2 separate regions of the Gossypium raimondii genome follow, and region 2 is linked to region 1. The links are chromatin contacts, called in public Hi-C maps. All regions are on one chromosome and are shown on one strand. The core of a region is the stretch at or near the end of the contact, and the rest is flanking DNA. Distances in the headings are between cores, read along the strand shown. Region 1 holds the start of LOC105783732 (expansin-A10). Region 2 has its middle 5.6 kb from the start of LOC105783298.

What was found. Hi-C and Micro-C count contacts between places; a contact is called where the count stands out from the background.
Region 2: a Hi-C map of leaf shows a contact between it and region 1, with 2.3 times the contacts expected there. The contact joins the enhancer-like site here to the promoter of LOC105783732 in region 1. A contact is called at or near these places in 2 of 2 Hi-C or Micro-C datasets (both in leaf).

Annotation. Positions count from the first base shown.
Region 1 is chr13:13,110,180-13,113,057 of ASM2569854v1, reverse strand. LOC105783732 (expansin-A10) reads left to right here and starts at 1,402. Exons shown (of 3, transcript XM_012609348.2): 1 at 1,402-1,589; 2 at 1,685-1,997; 3 at 2,087-2,747. The coding sequence starts at 1,463. The coding sequence ends at 2,393.
Region 2 is chr13:13,177,394-13,180,271 of ASM2569854v1, reverse strand. No RefSeq gene overlaps it. Among protein-coding and RNA genes, the nearest start is that of LOC105783298, 5.6 kb to the left of the region's middle. Within about 2 kb of position 1,446, the one cell type or tissue checked has open chromatin away from gene starts, as enhancers often do. A contact at or near this core is called in leaf, where this site is marked.

The DNA.
Region 1 (2,878 bases), core at 153-2,652:
CGGGCTCGGGCCCATATTTTTTTCGGGTTGGGCCTGGGAAAAATCTCAGGCCCATATTTCGGGCCGGGACCGGGCCTAGTAAACAGGCTGAAAATTTTTTGCGGGCCCGGCCCAAACCCGGCCCGGCCCATGGACAGGTCTAGTCCAATCCAATTCGTTTCACTATTTAAAAATGATAAAAAATATAAAAATAATTTTATATTATCAATTATATATTTTTATAATTCAATTTATTCTTATTTTTTTAACCATAAAACGAACCATTTGAGTGTATCGAGCTGAGTGTAAATCTAAATTTTCTTTGAAACAAGACCTAAACCTAACCCATGAATACTTCTAATTTTACTCATTGAATATAATTAATCAATGTTTAATGGTACATTAAGAAATAAAAATAAAAATAAAAAGAATCAAAGTGCACATCAATTTCGTTATTTGCGTATGTGCTTTGCATAGATACACTATTATTGGAAGGGACAACAACACTCTTCTTTTAACTATAAATCGAATATAAAAAATATTAAAAATTGAAAAAAAAAAAAAGAATAGGAAGTCAATAAATCGAATTAAATAAGTGTAGCCAAAGAAAGATTTGGGTATTAAATTCTTCCACCCTAGTTTAAGTCCTATTTAACGGCCGCAGACAGTGGCCAGTGCCATAAAAAAGAAGAAGCTCATTTAATGTTTTTAAGAAAAATAAAACAAAACAATTATTTTTTCTTTTGTCCCTTTTTGAAAATTGATGTTTTACAAATGAACCATGTGCTTTGGGCCAGCTAATAAAAAAACCATTCATACTGTAAAATTAGGGAAAAAAATTTACCCACTGTTGCAAAATGGAAACACAATAAGAAATTAAAGCATTTTAAATAGTAAAAGTAAAAAAAACTATTTTGCTAGTCCTTTCAATAGACAGGGACCTATTCACTATATTTAAGGGCAATTTCCCATTTAGAAAACTACAAAAACCACGCGGTTTCAATTTTCAAGCATAGGAAACACACCCTTTCTAACCTTGCATTGCATGTGCCGTTGCTTTTTTTTTTTTTTTTTGTTGTTCTGCTGAAATTGTACTATTTTTTTCTTGGGTCAATTTAACAAAGTTAAAAAACATGTATTTTTATTATTGAATAAATGACTATAAAATATAATGAACATACTGTATGATTAAGGACATACGTATGTCCGAGATTAAGCAATTGAAAAAACTTGGATGGCGTTTTATTAATTATTTTTCAGTATCATAATATTCTACCTTTTTGGACCCTTTTATTTTCCTTTTCTAAAAAAAGGGTTGGCGTTTTGCATTATTGGTCCCCAATAGCTGAAAAGTGGTAGTTAATTTTAGTTGTAAGTTAACTGTGGCCTTAAATTCTATAAAACCCCCTTCCCCCCTCTCTATTTCCTTCACTCAACTGCCTCACATTTTCTCTCAAAGTTCACTACTTGTGTGCAGACAAAAATGGCTTTTGCTGGGTTTTTCTTGTTGGGTTTACTTTCAATGGTCTCAGCTGTTCATGGATATGGTGGTGGATGGACTAATGCTCATGCTACTTTCTATGGTGGGAGTGATGCTTCAGGCACAATGGGTATGTATGCCTGCCCCTCCCCCCCAAATTGAGCCAACTTTTAGGGTACAATGGTTGGCTTAATGGACTAAACTCTTTAAGTTTTGATTTTGCAGGTGGTGCTTGTGGTTATGGGAACCTGTATAGCCAGGGATATGGGACAAACACTGCAGCTTTGAGCACAGCTCTGTTCAACAATGGGCTTAGCTGTGGGTCTTGCTATGAGATTAAGTGTGTGAATGATGGCAAGTGGTGCCTGCCTGGTTCCATTGTGGTCACTGCTACCAATTTCTGCCCTCCAAACAATGCTCTCCCAAACAATGCTGGTGGGTGGTGCAACCCTCCCCTGCAACACTTTGACCTTTCTCAGCCTGTCTTCCAACACATTGCTCAGTACAAAGCTGGAATTGTGCCTGTTTCTTACAGAAGGTAACTTCATTTGAAGTAATAATAATAATAATAAAGGTCAATAGTGAGCATGTTTTTAACAGGCATTAACTGACTATTTGGTACTGCAGGGTACCATGCAGGAGAAAGGGAGGGATAAGGTTCACAATCAACGGCCACTCCTACTTCAACCTAGTCCTCATCAGCAACGTCGGCGGTGCCGGTGACGTACATGCGGTGGCCATCAAGGGTTCCAGGACTGGTTGGCAACCCATGTCCAGGAACTGGGGCCAGAACTGGCAAAGCAACAACTACCTCAACGGGCAAAGCCTGTCATTTAAGGTCACAACAAGTGATGGCCGTACCGTGGTCTCCAACAATGTTGCCCCATCTGGCTGGTCCTTTGGGCAGACCTTCACTGGCGGCCAATTCCGCTAGAGAAAAGAACGAAGAAAACACCCATCTTTATTATCTTAGCCTTATCAATTAAATACAATATATACCAATTAACTAGCTTGACTTTTTAGTATATCTAGCTAGTAGATTATACTATATTAATGTGAAGGGTTTATTTTGAAAATAGCCCCTTTATCAGTTTTTCAACAAAGTATTTGTAAGGGCAGAGGTGGACTTTTACCACCCGCCACCATTGCATTTTGTTTTGGCTTTGTATTTGCATTTCTTGTAAGCTGCTTTGGCTGAAGAGTGTTATTTGGCTTTCATTTGTATGATGAGAAAATTGTAAATTTGCAATTTCCACTAGTAATGAAAAACTGAATTTCTGATTTATAATCCCATGTTTATTGCATTAGATAAAAATATTAATTAACCTGCACAAATTTTGGGCTTTGGATTGTTTCCTTTTTAACATAATTTAGGCCAAATTTTCAACAGCAGTTGGGACTTTGGGACCTGCAAAATTT
Region 2 (2,878 bases), core at 197-2,696, 67 kb before region 1:
CTTTTTTATTTGTTGACGGGTACTTTTTTACAATCGAGCCTCATTTGAGGCTCTCTAATTGGACTTAAAAAAATATAATTTAATGATTTAAAATAGTTTAATAATTTAAATGAAAATTTTTAAATAATTGAATAATATTTTGTAATTTTTTAAAGTAGAGTAATTAAAATATTAGTTTAATCACATTGCATGTAGTAGTAGTTTACGAATTGCCATGCGGGGACTTACGTGCTACCGGGAAAACCTTATTTCTACCTACTTCCATTAACTTTTGGGTTTCAGAAACTTGCTTGGTGGAATTTGCGTTAGAAGTTTTTGATTCCATCTTTGAAGTTTTATATAATAAATTAGTGGGCCTGAAAAATGTCCATTAATAGGTTTTTAAGCTCCCCATCCTAAAGAACATATTGCGGGCCGAATCTGAATTACTACTTTGTCACTTCATCCCAAACTTTCAACAATTAAGGCACTATTGTCTCCGCCTAGGACCCATGAAAATCTTAAGCCCACAAATTAAAATCGGTAGAGAAGTTGAATACGGATTTAACCTACTACTTGATCTATGCAGTTATTTTCTTCCTTGCAAACATTTAGATTTCACTAGAAAAGAAATATAAATACAACCCCCCTCCAATATACTTAAAATGGGCCAAACCCCAGCCTCAACTAAAAACCCTAGCCTCTAAGCACCCCCACTGCTGGAAAAGGAGGGAGGGAGAGCGCTAAGGGGTAGCTGGTCTTGAAAGTGGTTGCACTTGTCGACGGCATGAATATAATTTTTTAAATTTACTTTAAGGATACATGGTAGAATCAATTTTGTATGTATCAATTTATCAAATAATTATCATTTTTGAGTAATATTTTACCATATATAGAAATAATTAAAACGTGAACCGTTGACGTTGACGATTCAACATGTTTATACAATTATCTCTAGAAAATGATATTCAAAAAGTTTGTATATGTGATTCCGTTTTTCATCTTACTTTTTTCTAGATATAATTGATACGATTTATCATGTTATAATATAATTTCTTTTTTGTATAGATAGGGTGAGGGATGAATCCCAAACTCAACAAGAAATGATCCCCAACTGCTATGAGTGATAAAATACAATCATCCCTCGTCAGCCAAATTGCCCCAACTTGGCTTCTCAGAAAACGTTGCCACCACCTCTAATCCATGAACTATGACCACCCTTTTTAATCTATATTCAAATACCCCACATTCCTCAACAACTCACTTTTGTATAGAGAAAAAAAAATACAAAGAAAACGGCTACCCCGTGTTATCTGTTGCAAGAGTTGCAGCCAAGGGTTCACATCCATGGTGTTGATGCATGACGTTACCCACTTTATGAACCCCAACTTGTATCCCATGTGGTGTGGGGATAACCCTCGCATCTCCATACTTTTAACACGAGAAAATAAAAAATAAAATAAAACCCGGCCCAAGCCTTTGAAAAATTTTACTGTGGTCTATTTCTTGGGACCATTGTTTCATGTGGTCTGTTGGTATGACCCTAGACAATTGCACATTGCTACATGACACAACCCGAATCCTTCATTGTCGGTCCTTATTTGATGTTTGCCATTCCTTTTCAAGGCGACCACCGTTCTTTGCAATTGGGTCCTGTTGGAATCATTGCTAGGGTTCCCTACCCATGTTCATTAAAACCCTTGTCATTTTCTTTCAATTTGCCAAAATGACACAAACTCCTACTCTTGGATTTGAACCATTCTATTGGTTGGTCGAGGTCGCAATCTCATCTCAATGTTTTTCTTCTTCTATAAATTTAAATTTAGTATATCCGGTTCAACTTTTAATTTTTTACTTCTTATATGTTTATAATTGATCCAGATTAAAATAAAAATTATATCCATAATCAATCAATACAAATATAAGCCTACCAAGTTGGGTGAATCACCCCAACCTATTCATTCCCAACCATAAATAAAAATCAATAGAAATTAAAAATGTAAGATTAATATGACTTGGTATAATATATTTTGATATATTAAATAAACCAACACTATATATAATGTGACAAAAAAAGCCTGGTTTTAAAGAAGCCGACAGCTAGTAAAAAACAGAACTTTTCATGGGACCAACGTAGCAAAGATTTTTATGACTGTAAACGCGATGTTTGGATGAGTTACGTGCCAAAGACTTCTTACCCATCATGACAGGAGTTATCACGAATGTCAAATACTTGCACATACACTTGGTCGAAATTTTGGATGTGATATCTAAGGATTTCTCATCATTAGAATTCAGGTTAATACCAATCTAACACATCAATAAACCCAACCTTACTTTCTCCATTTTTTTAAATTACTTTTAACTGTTAAAAAAGGGTGATATAGATATAGGGAGGAAGATCATTCAAGTACAACTAATTTAAAAGTAAAATAAAAGGTTTTAAGACCTGTATTTTTTAGGGTGAATTTGGATGGGCGGTGTGTTTATTTGTGATTAGTGTAAAAAGTAAATTAAACACACTGCACCGCAACCCAAAGCCCATCCAAACTCACCATTAATACATAATTACGGAGTTCACTTAATGGTATTGAGAGTCGAGAAAAGCAATTCTAAGGGATAAGAAGGATAGAAGGTTTCTCTAATTAATTTGGGTGAGACACATGTTTATTTGCAGATGGATTACTAATACGAAGTTGCATTTGCCACTTTTGACGTGTTTTTTGCTGATTCGCGAGTGCATATTTGTGCTTTTCCATAGTCTTGTTGAAGACACTTCATTAGGTGTCTACAAATGAAAGCTTGGGCTTTTGAAAAAAAATTAGGGAAAACTTTTTTTCAATAAGGTTAAATTTTTAATAAGGTTAAATTTTTTTTAGGTGGAAAAAAAATCATATTT